Regions from separate parts of the Danio rerio genome. Here regions 1 and 3 are each linked to region 2. The links are chromatin contacts, called in public Hi-C and HiChIP or PLAC-seq maps. All regions are on one chromosome and are shown on one strand. Each heading gives the region's core, a stretch centred on a gene start, on an enhancer-like site or on the middle of the called end of the contact. The rest is flanking DNA. Distances are from core to core; before and after follow the strand shown.

Region 1 (3,790 bases), core at 627-3,126, 190 kb after region 2:
ATCAAAGAACTTTATTTGAAAACTAGAGAGCGAATTGAAAAATGTCTTTAATCCTATTTTACCTCCAAAAGAGATGGTCATCTCTACTAAATTATCTCAGTCTAGGTCATTTATGAAACCATTAATCAACAAGTGATATTACAAAATTGGCTTCAGCTTAAATTGAGTGAATATTTTCCTTCAGATCAGGTCAGATTTAGGAATGCTGATGTGAAATCTTGATGCCCTGTTGTCTCGTACCTCTCTGACCTCCCCTGACCTCCCCTGACCTTAGCACCAGGCCACACCATGATGTCGTGGCAGTTTGAGGTCATTATGCATCTTTTCTGACACTACTTTTAGAAAGGCATGTTGACTTACTCTGTGCCTCAGAATCATCTGAGGAGTAGATTTTCTATCTGTTATCTGTGAATCGCAGGAGACAGTGCATTAGGACATTCTGCTTTTGTCTGTTTACCACATTGATTTAAATGTGGATCCCACTTTGACCCCTGACCTGGTCACTCCCTCATGGGGGAACCAGCGAATGATGTCATGCTTTGAAATTCATGGTGAATTGCGAACACTAAAGCAAACAGGGGCAGATTAGCTTAGTTTATTTACTTAACCAATGGTCGTCATTCAGAGCTATTTCATTTTTAAATAGATACAGATAAAATGTCCACATTGTTTATTTTGCATTTTGATTTTTTTTCAAATTTGTTGTTTTATTGAAAAAAAAAAAATTATATACAAATGTTGTTACATACCTGTATCTCGTTCATTCCTGAGCCGAACATGTACACACAAATGTGCAATCATTTTATTTAATTTTTTTATTACATTTTTTATTCTATTTTTATTTAATTTGATTTAATTAGCTTTTATTCATTTTTTATTATATTATATTATATTATATTATATTATATTATATTATATTATATTATATTATGTTTTATTTTATATTTTTTATTTAATTAAATTTTTATTTTATTTCATTTATTTGTTTTATTAAAATTGTATTTTATTTAGTTTTATTCTATTCTATTCTATTTTCTATTTAATTTGATTTTCATTTATTTTTATTTAATAATATATATGTATATAAATATATATATAAATAAATAAATATATATATATATATATATATATATATATATATATATATATATATATATATATATATATATATATATATATATATATATATATATATATATATATATAATTAGTCTTTTTAAGCTTCATATGTTTTTTTTATCAGTCTGTTTTTTCTCTGTAGTTTGTGATGCATCTAAATGATTGTACTTTAAAATAGAGACAGGAAATTAATCAAGAACAAAGTTTTGCTTCAGCAATACTCTGAATAAATAGCTATGTAAATAAATCCATAACAAAGCTTTCCATCTCAATCTTCCCAATCCTTCCTTTTCTGAATTGATGGTACTTTAATAATTCAGGCAAGATATATATTGAGATAAAACAGGTTAAACATTTCCAAACACTGCAAATGTCAATAGAGAGTTAAACTTTTGTCTCCTTGAGAATGGATTTACTGCTGGAACAAAAGGATGGGCAACAAAATCAGCAAGCCAAAAAGTTGAGGCTGAAGGAAAGGGTCTAGACAAAGCTGTGTGTTTGTGTGTGATGGCCAAAAAACCCAGTATGTGTGTGTGTGTTTCTCAGGTCTACAGAGAGGTTCACTAAACATTCCTCACAGGCAGGGGGAGGAAGAGTGTAAGGCTCATTAACATAAGAACAGAGTCCTCGGCCAATCGGCAGCAGGGAAAGGGAATGTCAGGATTGAGAAGGAACTGGGAGGGTGTCAGGTTTCCCTGTGCATTCTTCCCTCCTCCTTTTGCCGGAGAGGGTGGGAGAGAACGAGCGCAGGAAGGACGCAGTGAGAGAATCAGCGACTTCAAGAGACAGAAGTATATGGGACAGTCTCGTTCTTGCCCTCTGACATCACGGAATTGGAGTATGTGTTAGAAGCTGACTTTCTGGGAGACGCGGAGAGGTCTGACAAAAGAGTGGACGGTCCGAGTGGGATTTCTTCGGGGGTCAAATCTCAGGCAGTTTAGTGCTGTCTGGAGTCCCAGAGACTCGCACGGCAGGGCTGAAAATGAATTATCTGGTGAGTGTGCTTGCTGTTCTCATTGTTGTGTGAGCACTTTAAGTTGGTTATGCGAAATGCCCTCGGGTGATACTTTCTGAATCAATGTCTTTGTGGACAGCAGAAAAACAAGAGAGTCTTCAAGATTGGCTTTTATCAAGTTTTCTGTCTTATTAGCATTATATGATTTGTTTTTATGGCAGCAGGAGATCAAGTAGCTTGAAAAGCTCTAAAAGAGGCAGTGTAACACTTTTTTGAGAGGCTAGCAGTATATATTTGAAAATGAGTATATATTTCTATTCTTGAAAAGAAAATATTGAGCTTTTTCTTGAGTTTTGAAAGCTGTGAGAAAGCAGGCATAACAGGAGGACGAGTGGACGGAAAAGGAACCCTGCCACTGTTAGCTTCTTCTTTGCTGACTCAGGAGAACGCTGGAAGATTAAGGTTTTTATGGAAAGAAGTATGGAGAAATTTTAGGGAGAAAAGAACAGCGTGACGTGACGGCCGGACCAGTGAAGCATCCATTCCTTGCCATTGTTTGAAATTGCTGGCTCTTGTTCAGCTTGTAAGAGTTGAGAATGACACAGTGCTTAGGTATTTGGACGTGAGAGTTGGGCTGTGCTGTGTTTCCGTATGAGAGGAATCTGGTTCTGGGATTCACCCCCTGCAGAGGCCGGGATATTCCCTGGTCATTAAAATAGACCTTGAAATGGTTATGGGCAGTTATTAATGCAGTTCAGACAGATGATTCTTGGAGATGAGAATTTAGGATTTTCTAGTTAATTTTATTTTTGAAGGCATTTATTATTTTTAATTTGTCTACATATATTGGAAATCTGTCAGTTTAGTCGCTTATTCCATCTGGTGTTAACACGCTTTTAAATGTGTCTTATAAGCAAGTTTGTTATGGTACACTAAAGCTAAGTATGACACTTTGAATTGGTTCACTTTTTTAAATGCATCCTATAATGATTACGTGATATGATATGTAGGTAGTAGCAATAAATGGATGGAAAACCCAAACATTAAAATTTACTCAATATTTACTGACCCTCAAGTGAAACTTTATAATTTTCTCTTTTTTACTTTTTAACATAAATGTGAATATTTTTAATAAATACTTGAAACCCCTATCCATTACTATCCATGGTAGAAAATCAATTGCTATCGATTTCCAACATTCTTCAAAATATTTTTTGTTCAACATAAGAAAGAAATGTATGATTTTTATTGTATGTATATATATATATATATAAATATATATATATATATATATATATATATATATATATATATATATATATATATATATATATATATATATATATGTATATAGAAAATCTGTGAATTGTAGTCCGTTTTCCACCTAAATGTCTCTATGTTACAACACTTACAAATCAGCATGTTATGCTGTTAATGTTAATAAAGCAAAGTATGACAATTTGTATTTGTTTGCTCTTTTACAATGCGTCCCATAATGATCACAGGATAGGCTGGTAGTAGTATTAAAGTGATGGTTAACCCAAATATCTACATTTTCTTAATATTTACTGACCCCTCAAGTGCTCTCAAGTATTTTCAAAACATTACCATTTTCTCTTTTTTTTTTTTTTTTTTTTTTTTTTTTACTTTTGAACATAAATAAGGATATATAAAAAATACTTGACATCTACATTAATATCTACAGTGGAAAATAAA
Region 2 (3,464 bases), core at 518-3,017:
AAATAGACAAAACAAATATGAATAAACTTTCATAACTTTTTTCTATAAACTATACAGAATGTCATTAGCCTACACAGTAATTTAATTTATGCAACCTTTTAGCTTATACATAAACATGTATAATGAAAAGATGAAATAAAATTTAACTTTGGAACATAACATTAAAGATTTATTAATACTTTTTAAGGGCCTTGATTTTCTCTAAACCGATTTACCAACTTTAGACCCCATAAACACCCTGATCCTGTAGATAGATAGATAAACAACTGATCAATCAATGGATAGAAATAGATATAATATAGACAGACAGACAGATAAATAAACACTGGAGTAAAGTTAGTTTTATATTCGCCCATAAGGACATTCTCCTTGAGAACATAATTTCAGCAAAGTATTATTTGCACATTCTAAATAGGGATAATATATCAGCAGTCAATGACTATAGAAGTACAACTTTGTTTACAGCCAAGTGAACAGTGCTAATGTTGTTTTGAAGTCATAAACAGGATTTCAGACCAAATATTTAAATTAGTGTGCAACAATATAAGGACTGTTAAAATAAACAAACGTGCTAACATAAAACCAACTTTAACCTTAATTATATGAATGATGAATCAATTGATAGATAGAAAGACAGAGATAGATGGGATATTCTAACAGAAACGGATATTTTCTCTTATAAGAAATGTGACAGGGCCCGACCTTTAAGCTTGTCATCCTCAAAAAAATCATCCAAAAACATAAAATCATACAATTCAATGATAGAATGTATTGTTGATCATTGTCAGCTTCACCTCCATCAAATGATGTCAATTCAGTCACAGCCTTAAAGGTGTATTGCACGCATTTTATGTTAAATGTAATGCAAATGTGACAGGACTGATAGAAACATGGGGACAATCGTAAAAAGGTATTTATTTGTAGAATTTAATTATAATTTCATGTTTTTAATCAACTGATGGGAATGATGAAAACTTAAACTTGCTATTTCTGAAGTTCTTTTTTAAAATACATTTTAAATTTACAGCACAACAAGGGTTTCAGGGACACATAATCTACGTTTCTGGTAAGTTAGAATGTCCCACATATAAAGCCGACAGAACAACACATACAGAACGACGATTTGAACAAGACACACCAACAAAACTACAGACAGATCCCACCAATGTCACCACCATTACAACAAACACAAGAATCCAAATAAACGTATAACTAGGCGGTCAAGCTAACACATTAGCATTAGATGCTAACAGATCTCCAGTCTGAAAGCTGAATGTCGGCTTCGGTGTAATGGAGAACATACACAACAGCAAAAGAGTTTCAGCAGCATAAATATGAGCCGGTCGATGCTGATGTGTGCTGTCGGCGGTGGCGTTAAAACTCACCCGAGAAGTCGCACAGAGAGGTGTTGTTCCCGCAGGTGGTGTTATTAGACCTGGGCACCAAATTCAAACTGAGGATCTGCTTGACGAATCCAATCTGCACGTCCTGCATTTCTCCAACGATCAACGCTTCGATCATCCGTAACAGAAGTATCAAAGCCGAATAACAGCATTAGAAAGGGAAGGTGGGCTTTAGCGGAGCGTTTGTTTTTAGCACAGATGCTCGTCCATCTGCAAGAAGCTCGTTTCAAACCGCAAAAGCCGATGACTGTGCGGATTTGCTGTCATTTAGCTAAAAGCACTATTAATCTACAGACGATCTGCAACACCGATCAAAAATCGATATGAATGATGGTTTTATCCACCACTACTGTTGTTGGTTTGAGATTATCTCGCTGTCACCTGCGATTTGCTACGGGCTTGTGGGCGGGACTTGAAGGGTTTGTGTGGTATGTCCCTGAACGGTTGCCGTAATACTGGACTTAAAAATCATATGGATGGATTTGTTTCTGTGTTCCTCAAGGATTTTTTTGATGTTTTATTTTTTTTTTATTTTATTTACTCTTTTGTTATTTGTAAATTATTATTATTATTATTATTATTATTATATTTTAATAATTATCTATTATATTAATACTCTATTATTATATTTTATATTAATAATTATATATTACATTAATACTTTACTAATATAACGATGGCCATAATAACCCCTATTATTATTATTATTATTATTATTATTTCATTTTAATAATTATATTTTATATTAATAATTTACTAGTATAACAATAGCCATAATAATCCCTATTGTTATTATTATTATTTTATTTCAATAATTACATATTATATATTTTAAAAATTATATATTATATTAAAACTTTCCTAATATAACAATGGGTGACGCGGTGACATAGTAGGTAGTGCTGTCGCTTCACAGCAATAAGGTCGCTGGTTCGATCCTCGGCTGGGTCAGTTGCCGTTTCTGTGTGGAGTTTGCATGTTCTCCCTCCGTTCGCGTCGGTTTCTTCCAGGTGCTCCAGTTTCCCCAACAGTCTAAAGACATTTGGTACAGGTGAATTGGGTAGGCTAAATTGTCCCTAGTGTATGTGTGTGAATGAGTGTGTGTGTGTGGATGTTTCCCAGAAATGGTTTGCGGCTGGAAGGGCATCCGCTGCATAAAAACGTACTAGATAAGTTGGCGGTTCATTCCACTGTGGTGACCCTGAATTAATAAAGTGACTTAGCCGAATAGAAAATGAATGAATAATATAACAATGGTCATAACAATCCTTATTATTGATAATTTTATTTTAATAATTATATATTATATTTTAATAACTATATATTATATTAATTCTTTACTAATATAACAATGGTCATAATAATCCCTATTATTATTATTATTGTTGTTGTTGTATTTTTGTCCGTTTTAGAACATGATTTGAACGTTTTTTTAAGATATAAATAATTTGTAACAGAATATATTGGTGTATTTATAGATTTTTAATTATTATTTTTTGTATACTCTGTGCTGTTATTATTGCTAACCTTAAGAATATATTTACCTTTAATTACATAATTAGAAATATTATAAACATTAAAAAGTTTAATACAACAGAATACAATCAAAACAACCTATAATATATATTGTGGTTCGTTATCTTTAGATTAATTACACAATATACAATGCTTTACTACCGTTTGGTTGAATATTTGTTGATATTGTTGTTGTTAAAAAACATTTTCTAAATATTGTGTCTTTAATTTTAGCTCAAGGACTTGAAGATGAAAGAAACGACGAGCCTGGAGGCTGACGATGAGCCGTTGAGTCGCTCTTTTAGCGATCGGATGAAGCTAGCAAGCTAACATGCTGGGCTTTTAGTAAAGCAACCACACGTTTGTTCAAAGCTAGCTGGTTAGCCCCAGTGTTTCTTGCAAGTATTTTTTGGAGTTTTTCTCTGATTTAGCAGCTAATTCTACAGCGCACTGCACGTACGACACAAGAATGAATTATTCAGATTACGACTCGGATGGTTATTCATCAAACGAAGATGAAGACTATGTCCCTTCAGGTAACGATAA
Region 3 (3,691 bases), core at 901-3,400, 130 kb before region 2:
TGTATATTGTCTGACAAGGATATTGCTGACATCAACTGTAAAGGAAACTATTAAAATTATGAACACTTATACTTGGCTGATTTATTTTAGAGATTGATATTTTCCACATGTACAAGCACTAAGAAAAGCTACTTAAGAGGGGCCATTTTCAATAATGAATTCAGGCCTGTAGTCAGCCTGGTGTAAAGGTGGTTACTTTTTCTCAAAAAGCTGACCTTTTTGCAGTTATTTGACTTATGTTCTATTTAATAATGAGATTTAAATACTGCATTTGAGTGACATTTTATGCACTATTTTAAGCTGGATTAGCTTGTTGGTCAGCATAACTAGGGGTGTCCAGATCCGAAAATAAGGAACGCCCTGGATCTGTTTCTTCGCTTTTTAAAAACTTTTTTTATGTATTATAGCAGTATAAGATCATGTTTTGGTATTGGTAAATACTGAATATCAAACGACTCAGACTCGAGGGCAAAAAATAAAAAAAACTGATCGGGACATCCCTGATAATAATCACACTTTTTGAGGTAACAAAAAAATATTTAAATAAAAAAAAAATTTAAAAAACTGTATTGTCATTTATAACTATTTCCATTTATTGGTCAAATAAATTTACCAGCACATTCAACTTTCCTCAGTCAAAATTTGGCCTTCTGAATAAGAATTTTTGACAATAATAATAATGTAGAACTTAACTTTTTGAAAGTTCATGGATAACAAAAATGGCCTAATTAGAATTAAAATTAACTTTAACATCGGCCGCTTTTGGTGCTTCAAACCTTATTTTTTTCTTTTTCTTTCAAGAATAAGGTCCAAATTTCAGAATAAAATTTGGCCTACTTGTAGGGAAAGATGACTTCACTTCTGTCACATTGTATGTTTTCTTGCACAGCTGGATGTTAGATTCATGAGAAATTATTGTTTGGATTAAATGGATGCCTTCTTTGATGGGGTATTTTTACACTTTATGATGGCATAGCAGTCATTTATTCATTTTCTTGTCGGCTTAGTCCCTTTATTAATCCAGGGTCGCCACAGCGGAATGAACCGCCAACTTATCCAGCAAGTTTTTATGCAGCGGATGCCCTTCCAGCCGCAACCTATCTCTGGGAAACATCCAAACACACAAACACTCATACACTACGGACAATTTAGCCTTAATTCACCTGTACCGCATGCCTTTTGGACTGGGGTAAAACCGGAGCACCCAGAGGAAACCCACGCAAATGCAAGGAGAACATGCAAACTCCACACAGAAAGCCAACTGAGCCGAGGCTCAAACCAGCGATCTTCTTGCTGTGAGGCGACAGCACTACCTACGGCATAGCAGTCAAAATAAGACAAATGTGCTCATGTACTGGACCTAATATCAGTGGAGGGATGAGCCTTGTGAACCATCCGAACCCCCCTAGCTACGGGTCTGGAATTGAATTTTAAGTTACAGAGCTATGGGGGGAAAAAAAAAAGCCACTTAGTCCATTTCTGCATAAGAAGTTATACTTTTGAGTGAAATTATTAGTTTTATTGTATTTTTGTGTACAAAATAACATCATGAAATTTATAAAAGTGTATTAGTGAAAGAAACATGCCTGAAAACATGTCAACTGGTTGGAGGTACAATTTATATGTATCTTTTATTATTTAATTTAGCAAATTAATAACATTTCTCTCTAATTTAAAATATAAATGTTTTTATTAGACAACAGGGAATGTAACAATGACAATAGCAAAACTAAAAATGCCACTTTCAGATGTATTTAGGCTGTTTATTTTTAGTTATCGACGGTTATATAACACTGTTTTCGATAATTCAATTAAACAATACAGACCTTCACACTAACTCTTCTGATATTTCCAAGTTTAGTAGGTGGAAACAGTTTTCTTCTTTCTACTTATAAATATATATATATATATATGTTTCATAATGTAATAACAGTATCGTATGCTATCATATTAAACAGAAAATGGATCCACAATTCACTGAACGTTACAAAAAAGAAAAAAAGAGCCCACATCCGTAATTCAAAAGTAGCGCCCCACACGGCCAATCCGGACACTGCCTGTGTTTACAGCCCTCCCCCTCGCCACCGCCCCCCTGCTTGACGCGCATGCGCAACAGTCGCTAAGGGCCGCCATTTTGTGCGGAGCCTACTCTGCAAAAGCGGGAGAGGATTAAAACCGCCGGAGGTGAAGGACGCAATTTTACTCCGTCTCGTACTGAAGGAAGAACAAACCCTGGGCTTTCTGTCGAAATCAACGCGAGAGTAAATCATCAAACGCAGGTAAAATCGCACTACTTTTCCGATAGGGGGATAGTTTTGCAGGAGCTTTAATCGGCCTCTAGGTGTCACGATGGGGCTCCCAGTCCAGGCGGCTGGCGGGGGGTGTTTGTCTCCCTCTATCGTTATCGAAAATTTAGCAAAAAACATTTATAACCCAGAAGTTCGGGCTTCAGTCCTATTATTAAGCACTATTTAAACTATATCAGCCGGCATTTCGCCGAGATGCCATTATTTAACGTCAGGATGTTTGCTTCAATCTTTAGGCCAGGCGTCCATTTTCTGTTTCTTCTCTTTGTTTCCTGTCTTTAGAAACCCGCCGTTTCTGCACGCGCACTTAGCCAAGAAGCTAACGTGTCCCTGAAAGTTAACAGATTTCCAGTCCTGCCACACCCAAAACGGCTTAAAACATAAGTTGTGCATCCGCAAATGTGAAATCCTTAGTGTTTTAAGCGGAAAGTGTCCGATTTTTGGTAGTAAGCCACGTTTTAGTGGCGCCCAACGCCGCGTTCGCGCCCCTCCTCGAGCAGTTAAATTCAAACCCGAGCCGATGAAACATTGACCCGGTTCCGCGAGAATAAAGTCCCATTACTGCGGCCTCCCTTCGCTCCTTGGTCTTTATCGCTCATGTAATCCGAAATACCGCAACAAGTTTAAAAATAAACGCATCTTTGGTGGTTTCAGCTTCAGTTCTGCTGCCTCTGCTAACGCATTGCGCAGATTAAAATCAAACGAGGAAGATGCCTTTGCTAAATGACACCGATGGCCATTTTCGATAGCTAAGACCGAGTCTCGCCGTGCTCTTCCCGAATCCCGGAGTTTATCACCTAAAAACAGCCGCAGTTGTCGAGCTCGGTGCGACCGCTCGCTCTTATTGAAAGACTAACCTCAAGCAACAAACGACTGAAGGGATAAAAACTGTAGAGAGCTCCCTCTACAACCCGACTGGTAGTGGTACAAAAACACGATTAACCATCTCAGAATGCCCTCTTGCTGTGGAAAACCATAAGGGTGTTTTGAAACGTGTGGAGGTAAGGACAGTGGACACAGTTGCACCGTTTTGTCTGTTTATTGTATCGGTGGCCAAATGCGCGCATTCATGAGGAAGTAGAAGAGAATCGGTTCAGATGATGCTTTCTGGCGACGAATCAAGAGTTCAAAACCTGGCTTTGCTATAATGAAAGTCACATTCAAGTTTTGCAAGTTTTTGGAGATTTTGCGCTTATATTTATTATACTTATGGTTATTATATTTATGCAAAATGTAAATGGTAAATTTTTATTTTTACACGTCTGTGTAAATGTTTAATGAACATTTATGTGAGATGCGCTGTGTGCAATTTAATTAACATTAAATGGCATAAATGCGGTGTGATTTAGCTTTGACTTGTATGAAGTGTTAGAGAAGTGTGGGTT

Evidence for each region. Hi-C and Micro-C count contacts between places; a contact is called where the count stands out from the background. HiChIP or PLAC-seq counts read pairs in DNA pulled down with a chosen protein or histone mark.
Region 1: a contact with region 2 is called in an H3K4me3 HiChIP or PLAC-seq map of gastrula embryo, with 2.4 times the contacts expected there. The contact joins the promoter of bcar1 here to the promoter of tmem170a in region 2. A contact is called at or near these places in 1 of 18 Hi-C or Micro-C datasets (an unstated tissue) and 2 of 4 datasets of contacts at active chromatin or transcription factors (embryo and gastrula embryo).
Region 3: a contact with region 2 is called in a Hi-C map of hematopoietic stem cells, with 3 times the contacts expected there. The contact joins the promoter of ctcf here to the promoter of tmem170a in region 2. A contact is called at or near these places in 3 of 18 Hi-C or Micro-C datasets (embryo, hematopoietic stem cells and skeletal muscle) and 2 of 4 datasets of contacts at active chromatin or transcription factors (embryo and gastrula embryo).

Annotation. Positions count from the first base shown.
Region 1 is chr18:23,996,121-23,999,910 of GRCz12tu, forward strand. bcar1 (BCAR1 scaffold protein, Cas family member) reads left to right here and starts at 1,877. Exons shown (of 7, transcript NM_001135133.2): 1 at 1,877-2,113. The coding sequence starts at 2,102.
Region 2 is chr18:23,803,407-23,806,870 of GRCz12tu, forward strand. tmem170a (transmembrane protein 170A) reads right to left here and starts at 1,768. Exons shown (of 3, transcript NM_200689.2): 1 at 1,386-1,768. The coding sequence starts at 1,521. cfdp1 (craniofacial development protein 1) reads left to right here and starts at 3,248. Exons shown (of 7, transcript NM_001100035.1): 1 at 3,248-3,454. The coding sequence starts at 3,388.
Region 3 is chr18:23,674,375-23,678,065 of GRCz12tu, forward strand. ctcf (CCCTC-binding factor (zinc finger protein)) reads left to right here and starts at 2,151. Exons shown (of 12, transcript NM_001001844.1): 1 at 2,151-2,279. It also overlaps a transcript of ripor1 not described here.